Regions from separate parts of the Gossypium hirsutum genome. Here region 2 is linked to region 1. Evidence: chromatin contacts called from public Hi-C data. All regions are on one chromosome and are shown on one strand. The core of a region is the stretch at or near the end of the contact, and the rest is flanking DNA. Distances in the headings are between cores, read along the strand shown.

Region 1 (5,823 bases), core at 2-2,501:
TTCGACTATGAATAGAAATCTATACTGTTACAAAAAAACTCTATTAACTTGCAGGTGGCTCAAGTCAATTCTTAGGATATTCAAATTCGGCAGACAAGATAAATATATATATATCCTAATTTGAAATTTTCTGGGACCAAATCCGAATAACTTAGGAGCGAAAGAGAAAAGGGAAACTCACATTTCAGGACCCTCTTCTCCATTCTCAGCAATCTTAGGCACCTTATTGTTGCCGGACTTAAACGACGCATTCCCTCTGCCACCTCTTCCACCAGGCAACAACAACGCTCTTTGCCCCGGATACAACAGCTCCAGCAACACTTCATCGTTCCCGGCCTCTCTAACCACCGTACCCGGCGCCACTTTCACCACCACATCCTCCCCTTTCCTCCCACACATCATCCTCCCTTGCCCGTGCGCCCCTCTCCCCGCCCTGTAATGCACACAATTCCGAAACGGTAACAGCGAATTCATCGCTCCGTCAACTTCCAAATACACGTTCCCTCCTCTCCCTCCGTCGCCTCCCGACGGTCCCCTAACGGCACGTACTTTTCGCGCCGAAATGCAACCACTCCATTCCCGCCATCCCCTGCTTTCACGTAAATTTTGGCTCGGTCGAAGCATCGCATAACAGCCGGTACCCCTTTCTCCTTCACTTCCAGTCCCAAATCATCAAACTCGTCTTCTGGTAAATTTACGAGCTTGCCATCGGAATCGTAATAATAAACCTCCTCTTCCCCTTCTTCCTCAAAATCCGAACTTCCATCACCATTGTAAAAATCTACGATTTTTCCATCGAAGGTTTCGTCCTGAAAAACCAAACTTTCATTTTCTTCTTCTTGTTGTTCATTATCATCGTCATCGGTGTCTAACATTTCAGCTTCGGCTTCAGAGGAATCATTGTGGAAGGCGAATTTCGCGACATCGGAATCAGAAAGCTTGATTTCATCAGATTCGTCCAAAGAGGGAACTTCGAACTCGAAATTGAAATCTTCCTTGGGAGGAAGGCGAGTGTAAGTGGTGGCTTGGGCACCCAAAGAAGAAGAAGAAGAAGGCGGAGGTGAAGACAAAGAAAGAGACTTGAATTTATTATTAAGTTTTTTGGGTTTGAATTTGGGGTTAGGGTTTCTTTTAGGAGAGGGTTTTTGAGTTCGGGGTCGAGCTTGAGCTTGAGGTTGAGGACGAGAAAAGAAGCTGGCGGATATGGTAATGGAAGCCATTTTTTACTGTACAAGTAAGTTAACGCCTAAATTCCGAGAGGTTTTCAAGAGGGTTTAAGAATTGGATAAGGAACGGCTTATCCGCCACGTGTCCCTGATTTCTCTTTCAATCCCGGGCTTCTGGATTTTGGAGTAAAGGCCCAATTCTTAAGTTCAACCACGTTTTTTGGACTTATTTATTTTCATTCACCAAACTAATATACAAAAATTGCTAATTATTTTTTAAAAGTTTGTGCTTTTAGCATTTTCCATAAATTGTAAAGAAAAAACTTGAATTTAAATATCAGAATTATGATATTCCAATAAAAAAATTCATTATTAATATTTTGATATATAAATTATAGAGCAATTAAAATTAATTATTTATGAAAATTAATTTAAATATATAAACTATATTCTAAACATTAAAATATAATCATTTCAAAATCAAACATTAAAATATTATATATTTGAAATATATTTCAATAATGAATTAATTCTATACCCCATATAAATATTACACAAAATGTATTAGATTATAAATGAAGGCTAAATATATATATATATTGGTCTAGAAATAAACATTTACATTAAAATTAACTTAAAATTTGGTCCTTCAAATGCACAAAAGTTCATTGAAGTAAAATCACCAAGGTTTGAAAACTGCTCCCTGTATGTGCATTGATTTCCTTTGTGATAGATATGCTTGAGTGAGGCTTGCTCGAAATTAAGCATTAGTGATCTGTAATCATAAACCAACACAGCAAGCATCTTATTGTTAGTGTTGATAACATTTACCACAATTTCAGCGTCTACTTTAATTTCCAGCCGATTAATGTTTTCTTGAGAAGCTAGTGTTAGGCCATCTCGAAGAGTCCACAATTTGGCTTCTACACTGGTAATCGATGGTAAGTGTGTATAGGACCCTCTCGCCCATTCACCCTTCCCTGTCCCATTTGACTCCAATCATTTGGGGGTAAAAGCCGTTGTCTCAAGTTCCTTGCCGAATCAAAGAACTCACCTACTTTGGTCACAACTTGTCTAGAGAAATGTTGGGATTTTGGACTAAAACAAAGGAGAAATGAAGCAAAGAGAAACAGATGCCAAAATTATCAAAAAACAAAAAAACTGAATTGCATTATTGATTTTATTAAGTCAAATATATGAGTTACAAAGCAATTACGTAATGTATAACTACTCCCACTAATTACATTGACAAAATACATAGCTTATCTTGCACACAAAGTAAAGCTGACTTATCAGCCAAAACATCACTTGAATATCATTTAAATCAGCAAACTAATCTTAATGATTCAAATTACAAAAAAAAAACTAAGCTAGTTACATATTAAACAAAACATAGCTACTGCACTGGTTGAGCTTCAAAACTTCTCTGTTGTTGCATTGTAGGCCAAAGTTCAATACTCCTCATTGGACTGTATGCAACAAACACCAATATTCCTTCTTAACTTGTCAAACTTTGAAGTACTAAGAGGCTTAGTTAATATATCAGCAAATTGATTTTCAAAGCTGCAATGAATCAAATTAACTTCCTTTGATTGTTCAGCTTCTCTAACAAAATGGTATTTAATCTTAAAGTGCTTTGTTTTTCCATGAAACACTGGGTTTTTTTGCTATGGCAACAACTGACTGATTGTCAACTTTAATTTCAATAGCTTCTTCTTGGCTCTTATTTAGATAACATAAAAGCTTTCTTAGCCAAATGTCTTGATTGACAACAGTAGCAGCTGCTGCTGCAATGTACTCTACTTCTGCTGTTGGTTGAGCCACAGTTTGTTGTTTTTTGAACTCCAACAAAAGACCCCTGAACCTAGAGTGAAAAAGTAGCCAGATGTGCTCTTCATATCATCAATGGACCCTACCCAGTCACCATCAGAATACTCTATCAACTTGAGTTCTTCAGTCTTCATAAATTTTACCTCATAATCCAAAGTTCCTTTCACATATCTAAGGACTCTTTTGGCTGCCTTAAAGTGAACAACATTACAGCAATGCGTGAATCTAGACAGAAGGCTAACAACAAACATGATATTAGGCCTTGTAGCTATCAAATAGAGTAGACAACCTACAATACTTCTATACCTTCTCTCATCAACCTTTTCATAGTTGTCATTGCTAGTTAGCTTTTCACCTTGAGCCACTGACGTGCTAACAATTTTGCAGTTTATCATGCAAAATTTGTTTAAAATCTTCAAAGAAAAGGCTTACTGACTTATGAAGATAGCATGATCATACTGATTTACTTCCATGCCAAGGAAGTAAGTAATCTCCACTAAGTCAGTCATTTCGAAAACATCTTGCATCTGCCTTTTGAACTCTTCAATCAACTTCTTTTTGCTTTCAGTTACCAACAGATCATCTACATATAGTGACACAATCAGTTTTCATTCTCTGATTTCTTTACATAGAGAGTAGGCACACCGATACTCTTCTCGAACCCAAGCCTAAACAGATATGTATCGATTCTGTCATACCAGAATTTGGTGCCTACTTCAAACCATATAAGGCTTTCTTAAGCCTGTAACCTTGAACCCATCTAGTTGTTCAATGAAGATTTCTTCCTTAAGGAAACCATTTATAAAAGAAGACTTAACATCCAATTGGTACCTTATCCATTACTTTTGAGTAGCTAAGGCAAACAAAAGCCTTATAGTATCTAACCTTGCAACTGGAGCAAAAGTCTCTGAGAAGTCAATGCCATACTGTTGGCTATATCCTTTTACTACAAGTCTTGCCTTGTGCTTGTTTAAAGATCCATCAGCATTGTACGTAACCCTGAACACCCACTTCACACCAATAATTCTCTTCTGGACTGGCCTGTCAACCAATTCCCATGTGTTTTTCTTATTTATCATATCCATTTCAGCTTCCATTGCTCTTTTTCCAATATTATTCTTTAGCAGCCTCATCAAAGTTTGTAGGCTCCAACATTGCCACATCACATATTTGATAGATGCCAGTGATGGTTCTTGTTCCTCTAATATGTATGTCATCAAATCCATCATCAATCTGTTCTTCTTTTTCAATAGTTACATATCATTGTCTTATTGACCTTGTTCACACAAGCTTGCATCAGTACCATTTCAGTTCCATACATTTCCCTCATCAAATTTCACATCCCTACTAACCATGATCCTTTTGGTGGAGGGATCAAATATCCTATAATCCTTCTTTATACTGCTATAACAACAAAGATCCCTAGCACAGACCTTATTTCCAGTTTGGTTCTCTTCTTAGCAAGAATAAGTGTATAACAGACACAACCAAACACCTTTAGGTGAGAAATTGTTGGCTTATATCCAAACCAAGCTTCAAAAGGAGTCTTATCTTTGACTGCATTGATTGGTAATCTATTAAGCAAGTACACTAAAGTGTTCACAGCCTCATCCCAAAAATTGCTTTGCAATTTGCTTTCAAACAATAGGCATCTGGCTATGTCAAGTACTGTTCGATTCTTTCTTTCACAAATACCATTCTGCTGAAGTGTATAGATAGTTGTCAGCTGATGCTGAATTCTAGCCTGCTCACATAGCTTCTGAAACCTTTCTAACAAATACTAAGTGCCATTGTCCAATCTCAAGGCCTTTAGCTTGCAACTTGCTTGATTCTCAGCTAAGGCTTTGAACTTGTTAAATACTTCAGGTATTTCTGATTTTTGTTTCAGAAAATTCACCCAGCAGAACCTTGTGTAATCATCTATAAATAGCACAAAGTATCTACTGTCACTTAGAGAAGAGGTCTTCATTGTGTTATAGTATGCGCAAAGATTAATCATGAGATGGTTGTAATAACATACTTGATTCATCATGTTTATTAATATAAGGCGTTACCATTATTATTTCAGTTTCTTTTCTTTGTGTATAAATAAACTGTTTTATAATAATGTCCTAAGAATAATATGATTATTCTTAAAAGTTCCTTAGTCAAGTATTATTGTTGGATAGGACAACGATAATCCATTAAGACTAAAATGTAGTTGGTTGATGATAAAGAGTTGTCATTGATATGGAATGTCAGAATCGATGCATGAATATGTGTGTTAGAGAACAACATATTGGACTGACCCGTTTATGAGTATGTTTCTTGGATTATTATGTAATTGTCACAACATTACTCATAGTGATTAATATGTATATGATCCTCAGACTTGAGATCATCATAATCCCAACATCGTGAATTGTATATTTTGATACAGTCAAACGTACACCGTAACTGGTTGTTCTATAAAGGCTGATGTTGGATATACCACGATCTATGTAGAGGGATATGGTTGATCGAGATAGGATAAGCCCCTCCTACATAATGGGAGTAATATCTTAGGTCACTTGATTTAGTGAGACTAGAAATGTATGGCCATGCTCAAATAAGTTGATATGAGATGTCATACTTATTTGTATATCGTAGTATGCTTAAGATATCAAGGAACATGGAATGGACTATGCAAGTGTGACTATTCCATGACTTGTGTCCAATCTAGAGATAAAGGACTTAAGGATTATTGTATAAAAGGTTAATCATAAAAGGTTATATCGAATTATGATTTCTTGTGACTTAGGTAGTAATGATGCATTGCTAGATGCCACTCATTGTTTGTAACATTGGA
Region 2 (5,317 bases), core at 1,195-3,694, 140 kb before region 1:
TCGTTGAAAGGAAAACGCGTCCTACAGGGTTCGTTTTGACTGATATGGCAATGAAAACATGTCCTGTAGGATGTATTTTTATTCTCTCTCCCGAAAACGTGCCTTGTAAAACATATTTTCCTTTCTCTCTTCAAAAACAGCATAAATCGATAAATATATTTGAATTCAACCTACTTTCTCAAAAAAAAATTCAACATATTTAATTAAATTAACCCCAAAACCTTTCTTACTCAATTTTAGCATCTCAATTCAAATTCCCATTTGATTTTTATATTTTTATAAATTCATTTAAGCTGGCGGATGGAAAAAAAAAAAAACCTCGCCGACATTTAGTTGATAAGAAACCGTTAGCGAGCAACCGTACCAAATCTTGTAAAGTGTCTACATGTGGCTAAAACTTGTCCAAGTCAAACTATTCTTTTTACTTTTCACCTGCTACCGCTTCCTCCAGTCACTTTCTTCCCCCGTTATTCTCTCTATTCCTCTGTCTCCATCCGGTCATTCTTTCCGGTACTTCCAAGTAATATGCATTAATTCACTATTATCTCATATTTAATACTTAATTAGAATGTTCTCGTATTGGTATAAATTTTAATATATTACTAATTTACAAGCTATAAATTTTAAAATACTTATAGAGTTAGTTGCATTAGAGTTTTCAAATTATAGTACAAATTTTAAATTCGTTCATAAATTTCAGAATATTTTAATTTACTTTTTAAAGTATTAATGTTTATATTTAATAGATCTTTTCATTAATTTAGTTGTGAATTTAAACATTAAATATCAGTATGATTTTGATATAGAGTATATTTAAAACATATAGATACGTATAGATATAAATATGTGTGTTCTTACTGTATAGATAATTTAAATTTGACATATTAAAAAAATAGGTTCTGTCATTAAAATTTAGGAGGACTAGTTTCTTTTTTCTAAAACACATCAAATCTAAGTTGTCGGTAGACAATAGGTATATATATGTTTACAATTTGATTCACATATTTTAAGTATGCTTCACGTAAGATATAAACCTAGTATTTTAGTGATCAAATTAATGGCTAGACTAATGAAATGACATGATTGATACGATAGTAATACTTTAAAGACTCAACCGTAATGTTATGAAGTTTTTAGCCAATGTAGAATGTGAATCATAGGTTGATGATATATGATATAGTTAAATTATACTTATATACTTGTATTTTGTTTATTTTAGATCCCATTTAGGTATAGTTATGCTCTAAATGTCTTTATACTATTCGAATATGTAAAAATATAGTCATTCTATTTTAAATACTAATAATTTAGGTCCTCTAATTTTTTTAGTTTAACAATTGAATCCCATTAGATAACATCATCAAAGAATGTTTATTAAATTAGATTGTATGGCATTAAAACCAAAAAACAATTCTCCATGTCGCCTATTTAAAGTCTCATGGAAATCATGTAAAAAAATCAAACTTTCACTCTACTTATTTGAAACAAATTTGAACAACTTTTCAAATTCACATTCAGAACTAAAAACCTTACAACCTTAAATTTAATATTTTTTTGTTTATTTGACATTCTAAGCATGTAATATTTAGCCATATGAATATTTTTTGATGTCAAGCTACTAGATAATTCAATTTAATGGTAGTCTTTTGATGGGTTTATCATTGAACTTCAATTATTAAATCAAAAGTGTAAAAGGACTAAGTTCTTAGAATTAAAAGTAGAGGAGTTAAATTTCAAATATATAAAGAGTATAGGGACTAAAAGCATAATTAGAGCTCTTATTTAATGTTGCTTGAATTCTTACCTACTACTCATTCACTCATCATCTCCCGGTTCGGTTCTATTCGGACGATGACATGAAAGCGATCATAGCCGTCAATATTTGAGAAGAAAGAAATTTCGGCCGTTGGTTTTGTGAGGTTACATTATAGTTTAGAAGCAACAAGTTTTTCAATTGAAATGACTTTCCCTGGCCGTTTTATTAGCTTCCGATTCTTAACAGCTTAGAAAATTAAGCCCACGCGCCTGTATGGGCGATTGTACCACTCAACACTGATTTTTTTTTCTCTTTTCTGTCTTTAGTTTTACAAATTACTTTTTATCAAAGCCACCAATATTTTGACTAAAAACATCCCTCGAAAAGGCTGAGTTTCCTTTCCCTCTACTTTTCTTTCCAGGATAAGAAATTACTAATTAGGGTCTGTTTGATTCATATAAACTAATTTCTGGAAAAGATTTTCCAAATTTTCTGATTTTGATCAAGGAAAAATAGTTAAGTCACCACAAAAAGTATTCTTGGGCAATACTAAATATAAAAAAATGTTTGAATTTGGGACTGGTTGGAATCGGATATATTATTAATATTCGATTTTGAGTTCGAAGCAATTTTAAAATATAAATTTTTAAAGTTAGGGTTGAGTTAAATCAAGACATGACGGTAAATTATCGAGTCGAGTTGGGGCGAGCAAAAACCGTGGGGCCCACCCGGTTGCCAATTGCCATCACTGCTTTTGCTCACAGGCGATCTCAACAACTTTGCTTTTTCTGAAGATCTGTTATATCTGTGTGCAACTCCCTCATTGTCCTTTCATCGAACCGGATCTCTCACTGGCAGCCACTCTCATCTTCACTCTCTAAATCTCCTCCTTGATCCTTTATTGTTCAGGTAATTCTTTTCACTTCATTTAGAATTTGAGCTGAAATCATGGATTTTGATGTTTTGTGGATGATGGAACTGAATCCTAGAGCTAGAATTTAGTTTGATTTTCTTCTCTTCTTTATCTGGATATTTACTTAGCTTCTTCTGCTTCATTTCCTTTACTACTTCTCTGCAAATTTTATGGTAATTGAGTTGGTTAGAAATTGCCCTAAAAAAATCATGCCTTCTAATTAAAGCCTGAAATGGGTTGCTCACTACACTAACTTCACCTCTGTTTTAGACCTTTGGTAATATTGACTGTAACAACAGATGAACATACTTTGCTTCACTTCTACTAGTTTTCTGAGTTTTGTGTTGATTTCTTTGATTTTGTGTTAGTGAAATCATTCATCCAAAATTACTTGTAGATTTGTGAAGATAAATTAGAAAAACTAAGTGTGTTGCTCACCAATTAAATCAACCCATCATCTTCTTCTTCAACATTATCAATGTGACCTTCACTTTTGTAATACTTTTTCTTCATAAGTATAATGTAAAGGATTGAAGTATCAAGTAATTGAATTTGAAACTTGATAGTCTTAGATCATTTTCAACTAATCATCTCAAAATTATGGACTTGAGTTTGATAGATTTTTTCATTATACACCAATGTGATTAGGTGCCTAGATTTTACCTTCTTTTCGAATATATATATATATAAAGAGACATTACGAATTTTTGTTGTTTACGACAATGTTATAGTCTAACAAGTTTTCAACTCAAGCCATGAATCTATTATTAATTAAATTTATAGATTAAAATTATGAAAGAAAGTATTTAGAAATTTTGTTTTTAATTAACAATTAAATTTGGTATTCTAGATTAATTATGAAAAAAATTAGTTTTTTAGTTATGAAAATATTTTTGTTGCATTTGTTTTACTTAAAACAACTTATAAAAAATGAGTTTAGAAAAATTTATCAAGCAATGGAAAATATTTTGCATAAAACCATTTAAATATCAGAAAAATACCATAGAAAATCAAACAATTTTTTAGAAATCATTTTTTGAAAGTAATTTTCAATGAATCAAACAGACTGAATTGATCAATTCTCTAGTTAAATATAAATATAAAATTTTATGTTAATTATAAAATAATTAGTTAATAATTAATAAAAATATATATTTTAATATATGATTAAGGGCCAATTCTTCATTGCTTAAAAAAAACACTTCTGACTCCAAAAGCACTTTTGAAAGAAAAGCTGTGAAGAACAAGTTGCTTTTAGCTGAAATTTTTAGCTTTTCAGAAGTGCTTTTGAAAAGCACTTTGAAAAGCACTTTGAAAAGCACTTCTGAAAAGGAGAAAGTAAAAATTTTAACTTTTCCTCTCCCAAAAGCACTTTTAGTGCTTAATTACTTTTTCACCCCTCCAATAACATAGTATTTTTCTTTTTTTTTCTTGGTATTTAATTACAATTGTGTTAAAATCATTAATTAAAAATAAAAAAATATTTTTTAAAATACTAATTACAAATATTTAAATATTTAAAATATAGTTTATATATTCTAATTAAATTTTATAAATAATTAATATTTATTGCTTAAAAATATTTACAATTTATATTTTATATATTAAAATATTAACAACAAGTTATAATAATTTTTTTATATTATTACTAAAATATAATAATATTAACTAATTTAAATATTATTTAAATACATATTTGTTACTTGATAATAACATGTCTAAAATGGACATTTTATTTCTCAAAAGCACTTTTTGATAAATAATGCTAAACACTCAAATTTTAAACTAAACTTGAATCTTTTTAAAAACACTTTTCAAAAACAACGAAGAACTTGCCCTAAATATTTGTTAAGAGTCAAACTAACTCAAGCACTAATATGCTTTCACATCAATGGCCCACATGTCATAAGTCACGGAGTCAAGTAAGATTATGCGCAAACTCTTCCGTTTGTCATGAATCCTCCTGTTGATACAATGTGGTTCTATTTTGTGAACTTGCTCGGGCTTTCAACAAATTTTGGAGACAAAACTTTGACCATAGAACAATACTGACTTGTTGAAGTACCCCTCAACCTATGAACCTGTAAGTCTCTCGGTAGAATTGAGGATAGGGGTGTTCATAGGTTAGGTCAAGTTTGAGTCGAGCCTAAGCATGACATTGATATACTTTATACTTGCCTAAGTCCGACTTAATTCAAAATATGAATTTAAAATTTTGTGCAATTTTGCCCATATATGTAAATATCTAATCTAAGCACATTTTAAGTCTGCTCATATTATTTTTTAAAATATTTATATTAATTTTAATTTAATATCTAATTATTTTTATATTTTTATTTATAAAAAAAATTATATTTAGTCATTTTAATATTTTTTAATGTTTACATTATAGTAGTATATAATACAACTATAAATTTAATTTTTAAGTGTTATAAATTACATAATATATAAAAGTAACATAATGTAAAATATTACAAACTTAAAAAAAAAAAGGAAGTCAGGCCGAGCTTGAGCCTTAAATGTTCAAGCCTTAGCCCAGGCCATGTTTTAAATGGGTCTAATTTTTTTCCTAAGCCTATTTTTTTGTCTAATATTTTTGTACAAACCTTCTCAAATTTTGGACGGGTAGCTCGATCCATAAACAGATA

What was found. A called contact is a pair of places that touch in the nucleus more often than the background predicts.
Region 2: a contact with region 1 is called in a Hi-C map of leaf, with 2.5 times the contacts expected there. The contact joins the promoter of LOC107916054 here to the promoter of LOC107916047 in region 1. A contact is called at or near these places in 15 of 34 Hi-C or Micro-C datasets (anther, callus, cotyledon and 3 more).

What each region holds. Positions count from the first base shown.
Region 1 is chrD10:49,052,503-49,058,325 of Gossypium_hirsutum_v2.1, reverse strand. LOC107916047 (GTP-binding protein OBGC, chloroplastic) reads right to left here and starts at 1,251. Exons shown (of 7, transcript XM_016845215.2): 1 at 539-1,251; 2 at 182-536. The coding sequence starts at 1,220.
Region 2 is chrD10:49,198,408-49,203,724 of Gossypium_hirsutum_v2.1, reverse strand. LOC107916054 (zinc finger CCCH domain-containing protein 34) reads left to right here and starts at 2,444. Exons shown (of 8, transcript XM_016845221.2): 1 at 2,444-2,665.